2 separate regions of the Gossypium hirsutum genome follow, and region 2 is linked to region 1. Evidence: chromatin contacts called from public Hi-C data. All regions are on one chromosome and are shown on one strand. The core of a region is the stretch at or near the end of the contact, and the rest is flanking DNA. Distances in the headings are between cores, read along the strand shown.

Region 1 (3,660 bases), core at 1,154-3,653:
TGTCCTAATTTACTGGGCATGATCCCTTTCCTAAACCCGAGATAATAAAATATCTTTTAAATAAGTAAAATTCTGGCATTCATTCACGTATTGGGAATTTGAGACATTGTATTCTAACTTACTGGATATGATTCTCTTTCTCGAATAATGTGAAATATGCCCTTTTTCCTAAAAATTTTCAACGTTTTAATACAAGGATCGTATTTTTTAAATTCTTCTAAGTTTTCAATTTTCGACATTAAGTAATCAACTAAGGTACCAATTTTGGGCGTATCGAGGGTGCTAATCCTTCCTCGTGCGTAACCGACTCCCGAACCCGTTTTCTGAATTTCGCGGACCAAACTTGTTGTTTTAATAAAATCAAACCGTTTATTAAAAACAACCACTTTTCGAGGTGATCCAATCACACCTCATAAAAAAGGATTGGTGGCGACTCCCGTTTCATTTTTCAAAACCCAAGTTGACCCCGTTTTTCAATCAAAAAAAAAAAAATGGCGTCAACATATATAACTCAATTCAACCAATTCAACCGTCAAGTCAATAAGTTTTTTTTCCTCCGATTCAATTAATTCATACCGATTTAGGAACTACCAATTACTTTGCTTGCTTCGAACTGATATACCAACTGATTTTCGATCTAATCAATGCAACAACCTTAGACATTGATGGAGTAGGAAAAGGTTTGGCCTCTACCAAAATGATATAATTTTATTTTAGTCTCTTATAATTGCACTTTGTCCCTTTCAAGATAATAAAATTTTAGTTTAATTCTTCTAAAAATTTCGAAATAATAAGTTAAATATAATAATAAAATTATACTTTAACTCTTTTAAAATGTATAATTCTAAAATAAATTTCCAACTTTGTCATTATATATTTTGCATATTTAGTCTTTAGTCTTAATATTATTTAAACTATACCATATAGAAGTATAAAACAATTTGTTTTATAATTGAAAAATAAGTTATAGTGAAGTTTTAAATGTTAAAATTAAATTAGATTATTTTTGAAAAGGTTTTTTTCTTATATAATTTCTCACAAATATGAATTAATAATATTCTACAATCGTAAAGAAATCACACTAAGGTAAAAATTTCATATAATAAAACTAAAATCTAAAAGGTGATTACAAAAAACAAAAAACCAAATAAATAAATAAGAAAAGGGCAAAAGGGTGGAGGTAGATGAAGGTTGCGCTTAATTAATAGATTTACTTCATTCACATGTAATATTTAGAGATTGAAAATACTTGTCTTTCTTTTTTAGAGCAAACCATGTTTTTTTTTTCAATTAAAATCCAATTTGATTTCATAAATATGGTTTCATTCATAACGGAACCCAACTTCCATTCATTCTTAATCTATAACATCTGATTTGACTTTAAAATGAATTTAGGTTTATTTTTAATTAATTGAATTAACATTTTAAACTTTTTCTAATACATTATTTTATTCGAGCAGAAGAAATATTTTATGTGAAAATATTTATTTAATAATTATTATAAGTAGAGTGATAAAAAAATTGCATATAAATATTATCAGCACATGATTGATATTTGGATATATAAATTTGTCGTTAATTCATTTAAAAATTATATAAATATATGAAAAGATAAAAAAAAATTATTATAATTTAAGTTATCATCTAAAAGGAAAAAAATAATTTTTTTTCAATTAGCATGTTGCAATAACTTAATTATGATTATATAATAAGTATATATAACACAGCTAAAATACTAAAACAAACTACTTGTACTCCATACACCAAAAATTGGAACTAAAACATAATAAAGCTAGCAAATGAGTGATGGCAATCTTGGAACTATGAGTCCTTAATGTCTTAAATTGTATTATATTCTGATTTTAATTCGATTAAGAAATCAATTTAGCTTAATCGAATTTTTCTTAAAATAAAAGATTAAGGTTGATTAAACAGCCTAAGCGATAAGTTCGACCCAAAGCTTATATGATTATAAATAAAAAAATCAAAGCCTTTCCTTTACTTTTTTGGGTTCCATGACTATGATTCAATTCTTTGTATATTATATTGACCCAAACTCTAAAATCAAATATAATAAAAATCCAAAAAAGAGAGAGGGAAAAGCAAGAATACACTAATTTCTAATGTATATGTAAAAGAAAGAAGAAGGAAAAAAAGTAGGTTTATAGTCATTTTCTTACGTGGCCTGCTGCTATTGGACATATTTATTTTTAAAACGCTCTGCAATCATTCCAGCTCAGCTTCACAAAATCTAAAAATTAAGCCTCGCTTAATTTAAAACGCGTCGTCTATCCACGTCAGCTCCAACAAAATTAAAAGTGGGTCCTCACCACCCTCTAAAAAGGGCCTTTCGTCTTGGACAAAGTTGAAAACAAGGCAATGGATTTTCGACACTTGTGAATCATTCAGGCGATAGACACGTTTTGGTTTTGGCCTTTCTGAGGGTGTGTACAGATCAAGACACGTGTCGAGTTGAGTGGAAGAATTCTTGCTTTATTTTATTATAAAAAGGGTACACGTATACAAGAGATAAAAAGGCAGTGTATGCAACTTTTGTATCTTTCGGTGCAAAAAGAGTCAACTGACAGTAGCAGTAGTATTAATTTAATGGGGATAATTGGGGGTTTTAAAAAAGCCCTTAAAAATATTAGATTAATTTTGGTCGGCCGCGTGGGCGGTTTAACAGTCTAACAAGCATGCTTTTTCTGTATATATTACTGTTTATTATTAAAATAAGCTAAGCCTTTTGATTTGGATATTTGTACCAAATAGTTGCCTTTTTGGCCGAGCTTTGGTGGTTAAAGCAACGTCGTATGATTATAATATTGAAGAAGAAAGCTATTGTTTGGTTTAGGATAAAAATAAGTTTTGTCTTTGTTACATTTCAAAACTTGCTTTACTCTTCAAAAAATCTTAATAATTTAAATTCGAGTAGAATTAAATTAAATTAAACTAATAATTCCTTTTCACTCAAAAAGAGTTAAAATAATGGATTCTTAATTAAGTATCAAGATTAAAATCCTATTATTTTAACAAAACAATTTATAACTTATCTTTATAAAGTATTACAAGATTCAAATTTTCATTTTAATCAAAACATCAATTAATTTTAAAATAAATTACTACTATTATGTATTATGATGAATTTCTAGAATGTTCGTAGCGTGTTTTGTTGATGAAGACGAAAAACACTTGAGCTTCCTAAGTCAGATCTCACCATTTTTTTCTCTTTGGGGGATTTCCACAAAAATGAAAAAGTTACGGACCCTTTTAAGTCAAGAGATATCAAAAAGTGATATGAAAGTAAGTTGTAAAATGTACCCAAACAACAACTTTCGAGGGAAAAGAAAAAGGTTAAAACAGTATTGGAATTGGAATTTAATAAAATGGTACAAGTTATAGAGATGGGAATTGATATCCAACCCATCTGGGGCTAAAATTTAAGTGGGCCTATTATGAAAAATATTTAAGTGCTCCTCAACTTGTGATGCATATATTTTGTTACCTCTTACAGCTTTGGGCCTTTCACCAAAGTATGTATACACAATTCCCACCTATTTTGGATTTGAACTATATGCTATACAAGTACAATGAATACATTTTCACTTAAACCTAAACTACATTTTCACTTTAACCTAAACTATACCTTCTTTTCTTTTC
Region 2 (3,719 bases), core at 668-3,167, 34 kb before region 1:
CTTCAAGACCATGAAATCCATTTCGGGCACCATTCAAAACCTTTTTCTCCCCAAGGTTTAAGACAGAGGCCATGGAATCGCAAATGGGTGCATCTAGGCCAAAGCTAAGGACCCTTCCATTGCTTTTCAAGGCAGGGTGATGTGCTGCATTAGGAGCATCGATTCGAGCTGCTTGAAGAGCCTCCGAAATGGAGATGTGTCGGTAATGCGAGGCAGAGTTCTTATTCTTACGACGACCAGCTCCTACCGGTACGTTTCTCATCGTACCACCTGCAGTCCAGTATCTTTGACAGGCTTTGCAGAAATGACGAGGTTGTTTGATGTTGTAATTATTGTAGTAGCAAAACTTTGTATCCATGCTATTGCAGCGGGGGCATGGAAGTATTTGATCTGGCTTTTTAAGTGTTTTCTCCTGTGATTTGCTACCATCACTTTGTTCTTTATCAGTCTTTCCGGTCTTCGATTTTCCGGTTTCTTCGTCAATAGATGGAGTTTTCGGGTTTACATTAGGCTCCGGCGAAGTCTCTGGATTAGTTGATTCCTCTCTATTTGAGGGCTGGATGTTGTCATCTTCTTGTCCAGTATCAGCAATCCGTTCTGCTAAAGAATCCTGAAATTTAATATGCTTCCCTAATAAGAAACTTTAAGTAGACCAAAAAATTTTCTACATGATCCTATCTCAGTTCTCAGCCAGAATCAAGAAAATTTTCTCGAGAAACAAACAAGTATAAATATGATAAGGGTCCTAAAGAACATCCCCCCTCCTTTTTATATTGTTTTATATGAAAATTGTTTAAAGTTTTATTGATATAATCAAGGGGGCATAAACATAATAACAATAAGATATTCCATGAAATTTCTTGAAAATTTTGGGAATTCAGTTAATAGGCTAAAACTTATCGAGATATTCAACAAAAACAAAGCTAACAAAGATTTTAATACTGCAAATAAGAAGGAATCGAACAGATATATTGAAAAACCAAGAAGGAAAGACTTTCCCAGTTAAAAGGATCTATGGGATGTGGAATCTAAAAAATATTGATTGGCTAAATCCAATAAAGAAGTTAAAAAAAAAATAGACATTTGGCAGAACGAGGACTTCAAATTTCTTGTATAATAATCACCCCAAAAAAAAAATTCTGATTTTTTAGAACTAATTATTTTCTACTCTAAATAATCAAAGCCCAGATAAGTAAAAAAAAAAACACACACACACACACAAACAATCTGGAAGCTAAATAAATATTTTTCAATTTCATATTTTAAAAGAATTGTATGGTAATTCAATAGTTTTTTTTTGGGGGGGGGGTAGAATCCAAAAGATTAGCAAGAAAAAGAAAAAGCTAGTTCTAGCAAAAGAAGTAGGATCCAAAAATGGAAAATTGAAGAAAAAGTAAAATTGACCCATTAATTTTTCACCATTTCAAGAAATGGGTAATCCTTAAAATCCCCAAGAAGATTAAAAAGAAACATTGTTTTATTGAATTGGCCAACCTGCTCTGTTTTGTCTTTCTGTTCATCTTCTTCTTCACCACCATCACCATCACCATCACCACCAACACCATCATAATCATCATCATCATCAAATTCTTCATAGTCTTCATCATCTACTACTCTGTTCCCACACTGAGCCTTGTCGAATTCATCAACAGAGAGAGTTGAAATCTCTCCATCAGCAGGTAAATGAATTTTCTTACCAAACAACTTGATCCCAGGGTCTTTACTTTCTTGCATTTTCTCAACAACCAAACAAGAACCAGCTAAGACAATTCGTAGGTATTGATTTTTTTTTTTTAAGGGGGAGGGGGGTTGGTAAATTGGTGTGAAGTGATATGAAGTTAAGTGTGAGGGTTAATGGATGGGTTTAAAAGAGAGGTGGATGCCACGATATCACCATGGTTTGATTCTCAGCCACAAGTTCTTGTGGCCTTGAGATTTTCTTTTTCTTTGGCTTTTTCTTTTGATTCGGTAGTAGGGTAGGATGGAGAGTTTGTGCAACCGGGGGACTGTTTGGCTGCTTTTGTGATGTGGATTTCTGGTATTGGTTGAATCCTGGATAAAAGTCTCCCTGCGATTTGATGCTACTGCCATACTACTAATATTTTTTTTCCTTTTTCTTATATAACTTTTAGCTACTGTTTAGAGGTGAGATTTTTAAAGTCAGATTTATAATTATCTTTTATTATTATTAATTTTAGATATATATTTATAAAAAGAAAAAAAGAAAAGCAAGAGATATCTGCCAGAGAAGTAGAAAGGAACATACATGCTTTTCTCGACCAATACAGGAAATAGGGTCATTCTCCATGAAGATACACAAATTTAATTTTATCGTAAAATTATTTGCAATCAAATTTATCCGTTTGAAATATTATAAAAACCTTGCTCCCAAATTTTCATCCATATCTTCTACTTATCTTTCATTTCTGACTTTAGTTTTTTTTTATAAAAATATTATAAAAGTTTTTGTATTATAAGTCGGATTACATTTTGTTATCTCTATTCAAAAATAGATAAATTAGTCATTATATATTAAATTAGCATACAGTACTGTCAGGTTATTTTATCAGCCATGTCAGTTTTTAATCATGAAAATAAATAAAATTTTTAACAGAAATAACCAATTTACTTTTTATCTAATATACAGGAACTAAATTATTTATTTTTCAAATAAAGATGACAAAATATAATCTAACTTTTAATATAACAACCTTTATAATAATTTTACTGCTTTTCTATTTTACCAAAAATATTCACTACAAATATAGAGGGAAAAACTAAATGAGCTTGACCCAGATGGTGCAAATGATAATTTATAGCTTTAATTCCATCATGTATGATTGCACTTTCAATTTCTACTCACAATGTCTATAACCAATCGTGGATGACTCCCTACATTGCTTTTTAGTCTCTACTATTTTTTTTAAAAAAAGTAATTTTAATCCAAGCTAGTTGATATCTACTTTTATTATTTGAATTTATATTTCATGCATCATTTGCAATGTAAAATTTATACAACATAATCAAATTTTAGAATATCAATACAAAAGTTAAAATATGTTTCAAATCTTTTTACTTTTCGTAAATTTAAAAGTTAGTCATTCTAATTTTATTTTAATGGAATTTAAGATTTTTACTTTTTAAATTTTAAAATTCAAGTTAAATTATTAATGTCACCTTAAAATTCATCTATTAAATTCGTTAGTGAGGCATTTATAAATTAAAAAACCATTAACAAAAAGATAATGCTGTAACAAACTTAAATTTAACAGCTTTAACGATGTTAATAACTGGGTTTGCATTTTAAATTTTGAAAAACAGAGAGACTAAATCCTTTGAAATAAAAATAGGACTAAATTCCAAATGTACAAAAAAATAGCAATTTAAATCGCATTTTAACGTTATAAATACAAGGCATATGATAATTTTTGAGGGCTAAAGTGATAAAAAAATAAAAGTCAGAGTGACAAAATGAATAAACATTACCGATAAAAATAATTTACTGAACAATGTATAACAAAAATATTAATTTCTTTAAATAACTCTTACAGTAATTTTTTTATAACACAATTTATGAAAACTAGAAGATTAACAGAACAAAATGAGACTTTGTTTTGAAGTTCTTTTTATGTGATATATACCAAGTGAAATATTAATCCTATTTGTAGGAAATTCCACTAATGATCATATAAAGACATAACTACATAACCATCTTAATA

What was found. A called contact is a pair of places that touch in the nucleus more often than the background predicts.
Region 2: a Hi-C map of leaf shows a contact between it and region 1, with 2.7 times the contacts expected there. The contact joins the promoter of LOC107934268 here to the enhancer-like site in region 1. A contact is called at or near these places in 6 of 34 Hi-C or Micro-C datasets (anther, callus, cotyledon and 2 more).

Annotation. Positions count from the first base shown.
Region 1 is chrA12:97,946,389-97,950,048 of Gossypium_hirsutum_v2.1, reverse strand. No RefSeq gene overlaps it. Among protein-coding and RNA genes, the nearest start is that of LOC107934268, 33 kb to the left of the region's middle. Within about 2 kb of position 2,403, at least 6 of the 9 cell types and tissues checked have an H3K27ac peak or open chromatin away from gene starts, as enhancers often do. A contact at or near this core is called in leaf, where this site is marked.
Region 2 is chrA12:97,979,795-97,983,513 of Gossypium_hirsutum_v2.1, reverse strand. It overlaps LOC107934268 (cyclic dof factor 3), which reads right to left and starts at 1,917. Exons shown (of 2, transcript XM_016866641.2): 1 at 1,495-1,917; 2 at 1-610. The coding sequence starts at 1,734.